Regions from separate parts of the Ovis aries genome. Here all the other regions are linked to region 3. The links are chromatin contacts, called in public Hi-C maps. All regions are on one chromosome and are shown on one strand. Each heading gives the region's core, a stretch centred on a gene start, on an enhancer-like site or on the middle of the called end of the contact. The rest is flanking DNA. Distances are from core to core; before and after follow the strand shown.

What was found. Hi-C and Micro-C count contacts between places; a contact is called where the count stands out from the background.
Region 1: a Hi-C map of tail adipose tissue shows a contact between it and region 3, with 4 times the contacts expected there. The contact joins two enhancer-like sites. A contact is called at or near these places in 3 of 16 Hi-C or Micro-C datasets (skin fibroblasts and tail adipose tissue).
Region 2: a Hi-C map of tail adipose tissue shows a contact between it and region 3, with 7 times the contacts expected there. The contact joins two enhancer-like sites. A contact is called at or near these places in 8 of 16 Hi-C or Micro-C datasets (blood, hypothalamus, liver and 3 more).

What each region holds. Positions count from the first base shown.
Region 1 is chr4:53,751,059-53,753,758 of ARS-UI_Ramb_v3.0, reverse strand. All of the region lies in intron 3 of TFEC (transcription factor EC), which reads right to left. Among named protein-coding and RNA genes, the nearest start is that of TES, 36 kb to the right of the region's middle. Within about 2 kb of position 1,343, at least 17 of the 54 cell types and tissues checked have an H3K27ac peak or open chromatin away from gene starts, as enhancers often do. A contact at or near this core is called in tail adipose tissue, where this site is marked.
Region 2 is chr4:53,648,366-53,651,065 of ARS-UI_Ramb_v3.0, reverse strand. The region is part of intron 2 of TFEC (transcription factor EC); the gene reads right to left. Among named protein-coding and RNA genes, the nearest start is that of TES, 67 kb to the left of the region's middle. Within about 2 kb of position 1,340, at least 8 of the 54 cell types and tissues checked have an H3K27ac peak or open chromatin away from gene starts, as enhancers often do. A contact at or near this core is called in tail adipose tissue, where this site is marked.
Region 3 is chr4:53,078,220-53,081,021 of ARS-UI_Ramb_v3.0, reverse strand. No RefSeq gene overlaps it. Among named protein-coding and RNA genes, the nearest start is that of CAPZA2, 55 kb to the right of the region's middle. Within about 2 kb of position 1,276, at least 5 of the 54 cell types and tissues checked have an H3K27ac peak or open chromatin away from gene starts, as enhancers often do. A contact at or near this core is called in tail adipose tissue, where this site is marked.

The sequences.
Region 1 (2,700 bases), core at 94-2,593, 670 kb before region 3:
CTGTCTCCACCTTTTGACTACTACAAATAGTGCTGCTATGAGCATATGTATCCAAGAACTTATTTTAGTACCTATATTCTGTGTTTTTGTTTTTGTTTTTAGGTGTATACCTAGGAGTTCAATTGCTGGGTCATAAGGTAAGCCTATGTTTAACTTTTTGAGAATTTCCAAACTGGTTTCCATAATGGCGGAACCATTTTGCATTCCTGCCAGCGACGCAGGAAAGTTCCAGTTCTTCCTTGCCAACACTTAGTTTCCATTTATTGTTATTATGATAGCCCCAGGAGATGTGAAGTAGAACCTCATTGTGGTTTTGGTTTATATTCCCCTGATGACTAATGATGTTGAGCATTTTTCATGTGCTTTTTGGCCATCTGTATATCTTCTTTGGAGAATCTATTTATATCCATTTCTTATTTTTTAATTCTTATTTTTTAATTTCTTAATTTTTAATTTGTCTTTTTATTCTGGAGTTGCAACAGTTCTTTATATATTCTGGATACTAGTCCCTTGTCAAATATATTATTCGCAAATATTTTCTCTCATTCTGTGGATTATATCTTCATTTCTTTGAATAATACCCTTTGACACACAAAAGTTTTTAATTGAGATGATTCCAATTTACCTATTTTTTTCTTCTCTTACTCTTTCTTTTGGTGTCATACCTAAGAATCCATTGATAAGTCCAAAGTCAAAAAAATTTATCCCTATGTTTTCCTCTCATAGTTTTATGATTTTTAGTTCTTATATTTAGGTCACTGATCCATGTTGAATTAATTTGTATTTATAGTGCAAGGTAGGAATCCAACTTCATTTTATGAATGTGGATATGCAGACATCATATATTAAAAAGATGAGTCTTCACCCACTGAGCTTTGGCACATTGTTGAAAATCTATTGGCCATAGATGTATGGGTTTAATTTTTAAACACTCAATTCTACTCCATCTGTCTATACTTCTAGGCTTATGCTAATACCACACTGTTTTGATTGCTATAGCTCTGTTGAAGTTTTAAAATTGGGAAATGTGAGTTGTTCAACTTTACTCTCTTTTTTGAGATTGTTTTGGCTATTCAGGGCCCCTTATGATTCCAAATGAATATAAATAATACCATTTCAATGTGTTGAGACTTAAGTCTTTGTTCTTTTATCTTGTGTTCAGCTAGTATTTTGACAGCAATTTCCTTGTTCACTAGGAGCTAACACACACACACACACACACACACACACACACACACACACAAAACCCTCCCAATTTTTAGAGATTGACTCTGTGATGAGTCACTCCCTCAACACTTAGCCAGGCTGTTTACAACTCTGAATTAGACTTCACTTCCTTCTTGCACTGAGACTAGAGGTCAGCCAGAGGTAAAAGCTTAGAGCATTCTATGGTCTTTTCTGAGTATCTGACCTTCCTTGGACAAATATTTGGGTTTCTAAATTCCCAAATATATGTGGATGCTTTTCCAAGCTCTGGTTTCTCAAAAAAAAAAATTATTCCCAGCTTTTCTTTCCAGCCTTGGGACAGTCTGTTGCATCTCAGCCAAAATGTTTAGCCCCAGGTAGCTATGGTTTGTTTGTCACCTTACAATGTTTCAGGGTAATGCTGGCCAGTTTCCTACCCTGAGTGAGCTCCAAGTTAGGCAAAGCAGAAACCTTGCTAGTGTCTCACGCAGCTCCCAGAGAGCTTAGACTAAACAAACATAATATTTTGTCAGTTAGATCTGCTCTGCTCCCTATGCACCAGGGAGTCGCACTCTTACACTGGGTAGGTGGGCTGCCATCTTCAAGAGCACTACAAAGCTGGGGAGGGGTTTGGGCAAGAGGAAGTAAAAATGCCACAGCGCTTTCCTATCATTGTTAAGTCGCCTTCTGTTTTTGATTCAGCATCCACCTGGCTGCTGTAAACCTTTGAGTGTTTTCCAGAATTCTAACAAAGTTGATTCTGCCAGTTTCTGCTTCTTTTCCGTGTTTCTGCAGAGAGATAGGAACTTGGAGCTACAGCTCTGCCATTTTGCTGATATCCTCCAAATTTCTTTTTAAGGCCATGTGAATCTACTCAGAGTGTATTTAGAAGCTCTTGTGATGGTCTGCATCAACAGACTAATTGACACTGGTTAGAAGGCTACTCATAAATTCACTTTCCCAGAAAATAACCTATATGCCAATATACACAAAAATTTTTTGAACAAATTAGGTTTATAGAAATGACTAGAATTTTATTTTAGATGCCTTTGGGTATAAATATTTATCATTTTAAAATATCATGAATAAAAATAGCTCAGTTAAAATCTATTATATGCCTAGTCAGTACACCTCTCTATTAGAAAACTGCCACATACTACTATTAAATGTAAAACTGTTACAGTATAAGGATAATTTGAGGTTTGAAAGATAATCCATCTTCTGTGGTCAAAATTCCATCTTTATATGTCACTAATGTGTTTATAAGTAAAGTACTATTGTTGCTGTTTAGTTGCTAGTTCAGTTCAGTCACTCAGTCATGCCCAACTCTTTGCGACCCTGTGAACCACAGCACGCCAGGCCTCCCTATCCATCACGAACTCCCGGAGTTCGCCCAGACTCACATCCATCAAGTCAGTGATGCCATCCAGCCATCTCATCCTCTGTTGTCCCCTTCTCCTCCTGCCCCCAATCCCTCCCAGCATCAGAGTCTTTTCCAATGAGTCAACTCTTCAC
Region 2 (2,700 bases), core at 91-2,590, 570 kb before region 3:
ACCATTTTCATTGTTTATCACTTTTTTTTTTTTTTTTTAGCAAAAGGGTTTTCAAATACTTTGCCCTTTAAGCACTTAACAAGAGAGTAAGATGGTTACTAGATTTATAAGATTTTCTTTTCCTCTAGCACTTAGGATATGGTCACCCCACTTTATATAGTCATCACTTTATTTTCTGCACTGACTTCAATTCTAAATAATGGCTTACTTGATACAGGTGCCAGCATTAAATCCTCCCCTTGCAATGGGGAAAAGATAAGAAAGTAATATTTCTATCTGAATGTGTACATTTTTTCCTTCAAAAATAGATATGAAGAATAACCTTTTGGCCTACTTAACTGCCTATGGGGTCAATAAATGGAAATTTCTATCATCCAAATCCCATTTAAGTTATATTTTTCAAATATATAGCTTATCCCCTTTTTGTACTCAGTATAGCAGGCATTTGACTAACATGTCTGTGTATTGATAATTAGCAGTTGAGAGACCCTTAGCCTGAGAGGGACTAGATAGGAGGGACAGGATACTGGAATATGAACCACACAATAAAGGTACCACAGACAGTAAGAAAATAAATGCCTTTCCCCTCTTATTCACCTGTTCAGCAGTGAGTACTTGAGAACAGCAATGTTAGATGCAGAAAGAGAAGGGAGATATTTCTTTCCTGAGACCCAGGAAGTTCGAAAGAAGATTTTGACACATCAGTTGGTGGAGTATATTGAAGTAATACATTTAGCATCCTTATTGGAAGAATCAGACATATTAGAATGACTAATCATGAACTCATCCACAGAATTTGCATATCCTATTCATCTTTTAAGGGCTTCCCAGGTGGCTCAGTGGTAAAGAATCCTCCTACCAATGCGGGAGATGCAAGTTTGATCCCTGGGTTGAGAAGATTCCCTGGAGTAGGAAATGGCAACCCACTCCCATAATCTTGCCTGGAGAATCCCATGGACAGAGGAGCCTGGCGGGCTGCAGTCCAGATTGTTTCCAAGGGTTGGACACGACTGAGCACACATGTATTCATCTCTAAACAGAAGGATTTTGCTCTTAACTTTTGAATACAGTTGTAATTTTAAGAAATCAGTGCATTTTTGTTATCCAGTCCCTTTAAGAAATACAAGTTGCTCAAGAAACTAGTCATCATACTTTACAGTATGGTGTCCTTTTTATTTAATTTTTTTCTTTTTTAAATGAGGGGCTGAAGGTTGTTTTTCCTTTAATCAACTCTAGCTGAAGCTTCTGTGACTCTGAAGTCTTCAAGCACAGATTTCCAAATCTGACTTTGAAGTATTTCAGCCCAGTTTCACCGAAGTCAAGAGATTCATTACTGACTCATTCTTAAGGAATTTTCAACACGCAGTGTTTAAGCTCATCCAACGTCACCATGGTTACCAAAGAGACACCACAGCCCAAGATGAGCATTAAGCCTTTGTCTTAAGATGCCCTGGCACATCTGAACTTGTCTTCTGGCTGTTCACTTAATTCCTCAGAAAACTTATGACTCTATCAGTGCCTCCATAAAATAGCACTTTACCACACATTCTCGTTAGATACGTCCTGCCCCGCCCTGACTTCTCCCAATTTGAGTGCTCAGTGAGAACTCTTAACGTTGAACTAGATATTCATATACATGAAAGGACTCACTGGGGTACATGCGTGTGTTTTGAGCAAACAACCTAAAACACATTCTTGCTTGATTAATGAGAGTTTTTTTCATGTATTTACTAGATGTTTAAATAGCTTTAACTAAGTATTTTGCCTCTTCATGGGCTGACAACATGTCATTGTAGCTTCTATTTAATCTGATAATGTATTTTGAAACCCTCAAGACATCATTAACCTTTCATATTGTTTTGAATGGCATTTTATGCTGACATTTTTAAAGGAGACTATTGATTTTTCTTCAGTGATACTTTTCCCCAGGATATCTTGACCTTCAAACAATAACACAAACAACTTGTACCCAAGTATCTTTACTAGAGCCCGCCATTGAATGCAGAAACATTTGAATTGACATTCTCAAGTAGTGACTAACTTTGAAAGCATCATGGCATAGTTCAAAGGAGGGCTGGAGTTAGGAGTCTAGAGACCTGGCTAAGTCCCACTGATCCTCTCTCTCACAGTTACACTGAATAGAACAGAGGAAAGATTGTTGGATTTGAGGAGTCTAGGAAATAACAGGCCTGAGTGTGGGTTGGACATCTACAAATATATTGAAGTCACCAAGAACAGTAACTTCAAAATTGGTAAAGGAGTACGTCAAGGCTGTATATTGTCACTCTCTTTTTTTTAACTTATATGCAGAGTACATCATGTGAAATGCCAGGCTGGATGAATTACAAGCTGGAATCAAGATCACTGGGAGAGAGAACAAACTCAGACATGGAAATGATATCACCCTAATAGCAGAAAATGAAGAGGAACTAAACAGCCTCTCGATTAGGGCGAAAGAGGAAAGTGAAAAGCTGGCTTAAAACAACATTCAAAAAACATTTGAATGGCATCTGGTCCCATCATTTCATGGCAAATAGATGGGGGAAAAGTAGAAACAGTGGCAGATTTTATTTTCTTGGGCTCTAAAATCACTGTGGATGGTAGCTGCAGCTATGAGATTAAAAGACACTTACTCCTTGGAAGAAAAGCAATGATAAACCTAGAGAGCATAGTAAAAAGCAGAGCCATCACTTTGCTGAC
Region 3 (2,802 bases), core at 27-2,526:
TACAATTTTATTAGAAAAGAAAAATAAGGACAGAAATCCTAACGGCAATAGGTTACTATAATAGGCATATAAATTAAGAAATCTGGGAGTTCAGCACATAATGAGATTCATTATTCTAGAAGGCTTTAAAGATTTAGTAAAAGAAGATACATATGAATTGGGGCCAGGTGGATGGACAAGAAAAGGATATTTCAAATGGAGACAGTCATGTCAGTAAAGTATAAGAATGGTTAAGGAACAAGAGAGATTAATTTGAACATAATAGTATTTGTAAAAGACATAGTACTATGTCCATTAATAATAAGCCTTGATGTGTGATCTACTGTGAGCCTCCCTGCCTTCAACATAAGGAACTTTCTTATTCTCTCATGATTCTGGGAGGTGTTTGGAAATTGCAAGATGGGGTTGGGTGATGGGAGGATACAATCAGGATAAAGAGGAGTGGGGCATCCTTTGTCCTTTTTGGCTTCCGGCCCCTCGCCTCCGGCCATGCCCCCTCCCCCAACTCGTGTCCTGGGAATGAGCCCATCCAGAACCTTCCATGCCCATAGATACGATGCAATATAGAAGCTGCAGATGCTGCACTCGGTGGTTCTCTCTCTTGGAAGAACACGGTACACAGGCAGGCAGATCGGACTGCAAACGTGTTGTGAATGAAGACTCACGTGACTCTCATGAAGCTAAGGTGCCTCCTCCAGGGAGGACTCAAATCATCAAAGGCCTTTAATGTCACCTTAAGATGTTAAGAAATGGGAAGTGACAAAAGGCTTTCAAAACAGAGGGGCAACAAAATCAGGACTGTTACTTGGAATGATAATTCCAACACCGTTGACTCGAAAAGGAAATGTTTCAAACACTCCGTTAAGAGACTCCATTTTGTCTAGTTAACTAAAGCAGAAGCTACAGCTGTACTGAAGGAGAGTGACAACAGGTCAGCAGCCCATGATCACATTGCACGGTTGCTTTATGATGGTGTTTGATGGCACAATTGTTTACAACCCTCTGCTTTCTTCCCTGCCTTATCATTAGTGTTACTTTAGAATAATGAAGCCTGTTCAATCCATTAACTCCACTAACATTTGATCTCCCCATGGACTGAGGTTAAAAATTAATTACTCTTCCAACATATTGATTACATGACTATAAATATAAAAACAGAACTACAGAGCAACTAGAGGGACCTTTGTTTAAATAGCATGTTTGCTCTATTTAAAGGCGAGAATTAATGTTGAAGCACCTTCCTGTTAGTGGAAGATGAAAAGCGACCCTAGAGTGCCATCTAGTGTTCACAATATATTTAAATACAGTGAATCAAAGAAAGGTCTGGTTTCAGATACTGTGTGCAGCTTCTTCCTGTTAGAAGCTAGGCAACATCTGACTTTTTTTTAATTGAAGGATAATTGCTTTACAATATTGTGTTGGTTTCTGCCAAACATCAACAAATGTCTGACTATTAAAAGAGCAAATTCTTCCACTGCCTTTACTGCTTGTCGTCTGAATATAGTTCTCAATTTTAAACAAATACTCATTTTGGAATTTCATCTCGACAAAGGCCTCAGTTCAGCTTCCAGGGAGTAGTGTGTTAATAGAACCGGAGGGCACTGTTTGCAGCTTTGTATCATCCCTCATACAATGCTCTCGTTTTATCTTTCTAGGAAAAAGTTTGCCCTAAGATAGAGCTAGATTTTCACTCTTTATCTCTTTAACCAGTTTCAGACTAGTTTAAGACCATTTATCTTTAACTAGTTTCAGACTATTTCACCTAATTAAAAGTGAACTCATAATATTTCATGAATTAAAGGATGAATAGTATGGAAGAGGTTAAGAACTGGTGGTAAAATCTCCTGCCATGGAAATTCATTGTTACTGAGGTGGCTCATATATCAGAGCACTGCCTTTTGCAGACATTAAAATTCACTTTGTTTCGTGTCCCTAATACTGCCCAGCCCTTGGGAAGCACGAATCTGACATTATATTAGGCAATTCACACTGACCTAGTAACTCAAAGCAATCATCACTGGAAACTTTAAGTGACTACACTCCAAGTGAAATAGAGCCCAAGGTCACAGTTGTAAATCTTGCCACAGAAAGGCCAAAGATTATAATCTTTATGCCAAGTGCTGCAGATTCCTTTCTGCTGAGCAGGGTCATATTTCAAAGCCTTTACTAATTTGAAACCTATAGGCAGTTGTGACAATAGCAGATATGGCTTAGATGACATCAAACACAAATTTTAAAGAATACCGGTAAATCAGTGGAAAAAGGGCAATTACATTTATTATAGCTGAGGCTGAGATTTTACAGTGCTAGCTTCACTTTATAGTGAAATTTGATTATCATAACATTTATGAATTGAGAGACTAACAAATAATTGAATCATGCTCAATTAAGAAGGTATGTGATCCTGTTTCAGTGTATATTTATAAAATTTGCAAGCAGACTCTGAGTTTGCTATGATTATTTGTAGACTGGGAGTTTTAATTCATTTGGAGCTTTTTGCTCTTGCAACCAAAGTCAGAAGTTTGATTTCTAAACAAAATAGACAGCTTCAACGATGGGTCCCTCCAGGCATCTTATCAATGTTTCCTCAGTGGGCTTTGGGACAGTGAATGTGTAAGTTGGCCACTGCTAAAGAAAAACATTTGTTTTAATTTGTTGTTATTCAACATTTATTACATAAGTAATATATACTTTCTGTGTGTAAAATAATCTCAAGATGTAATTTTTTAAAAGGTAGCATTTTTGCAGATTCTAGCAATCCTCTCCAGTGCTACCCTGTTCCAATAGATGCTCTCACTTCCA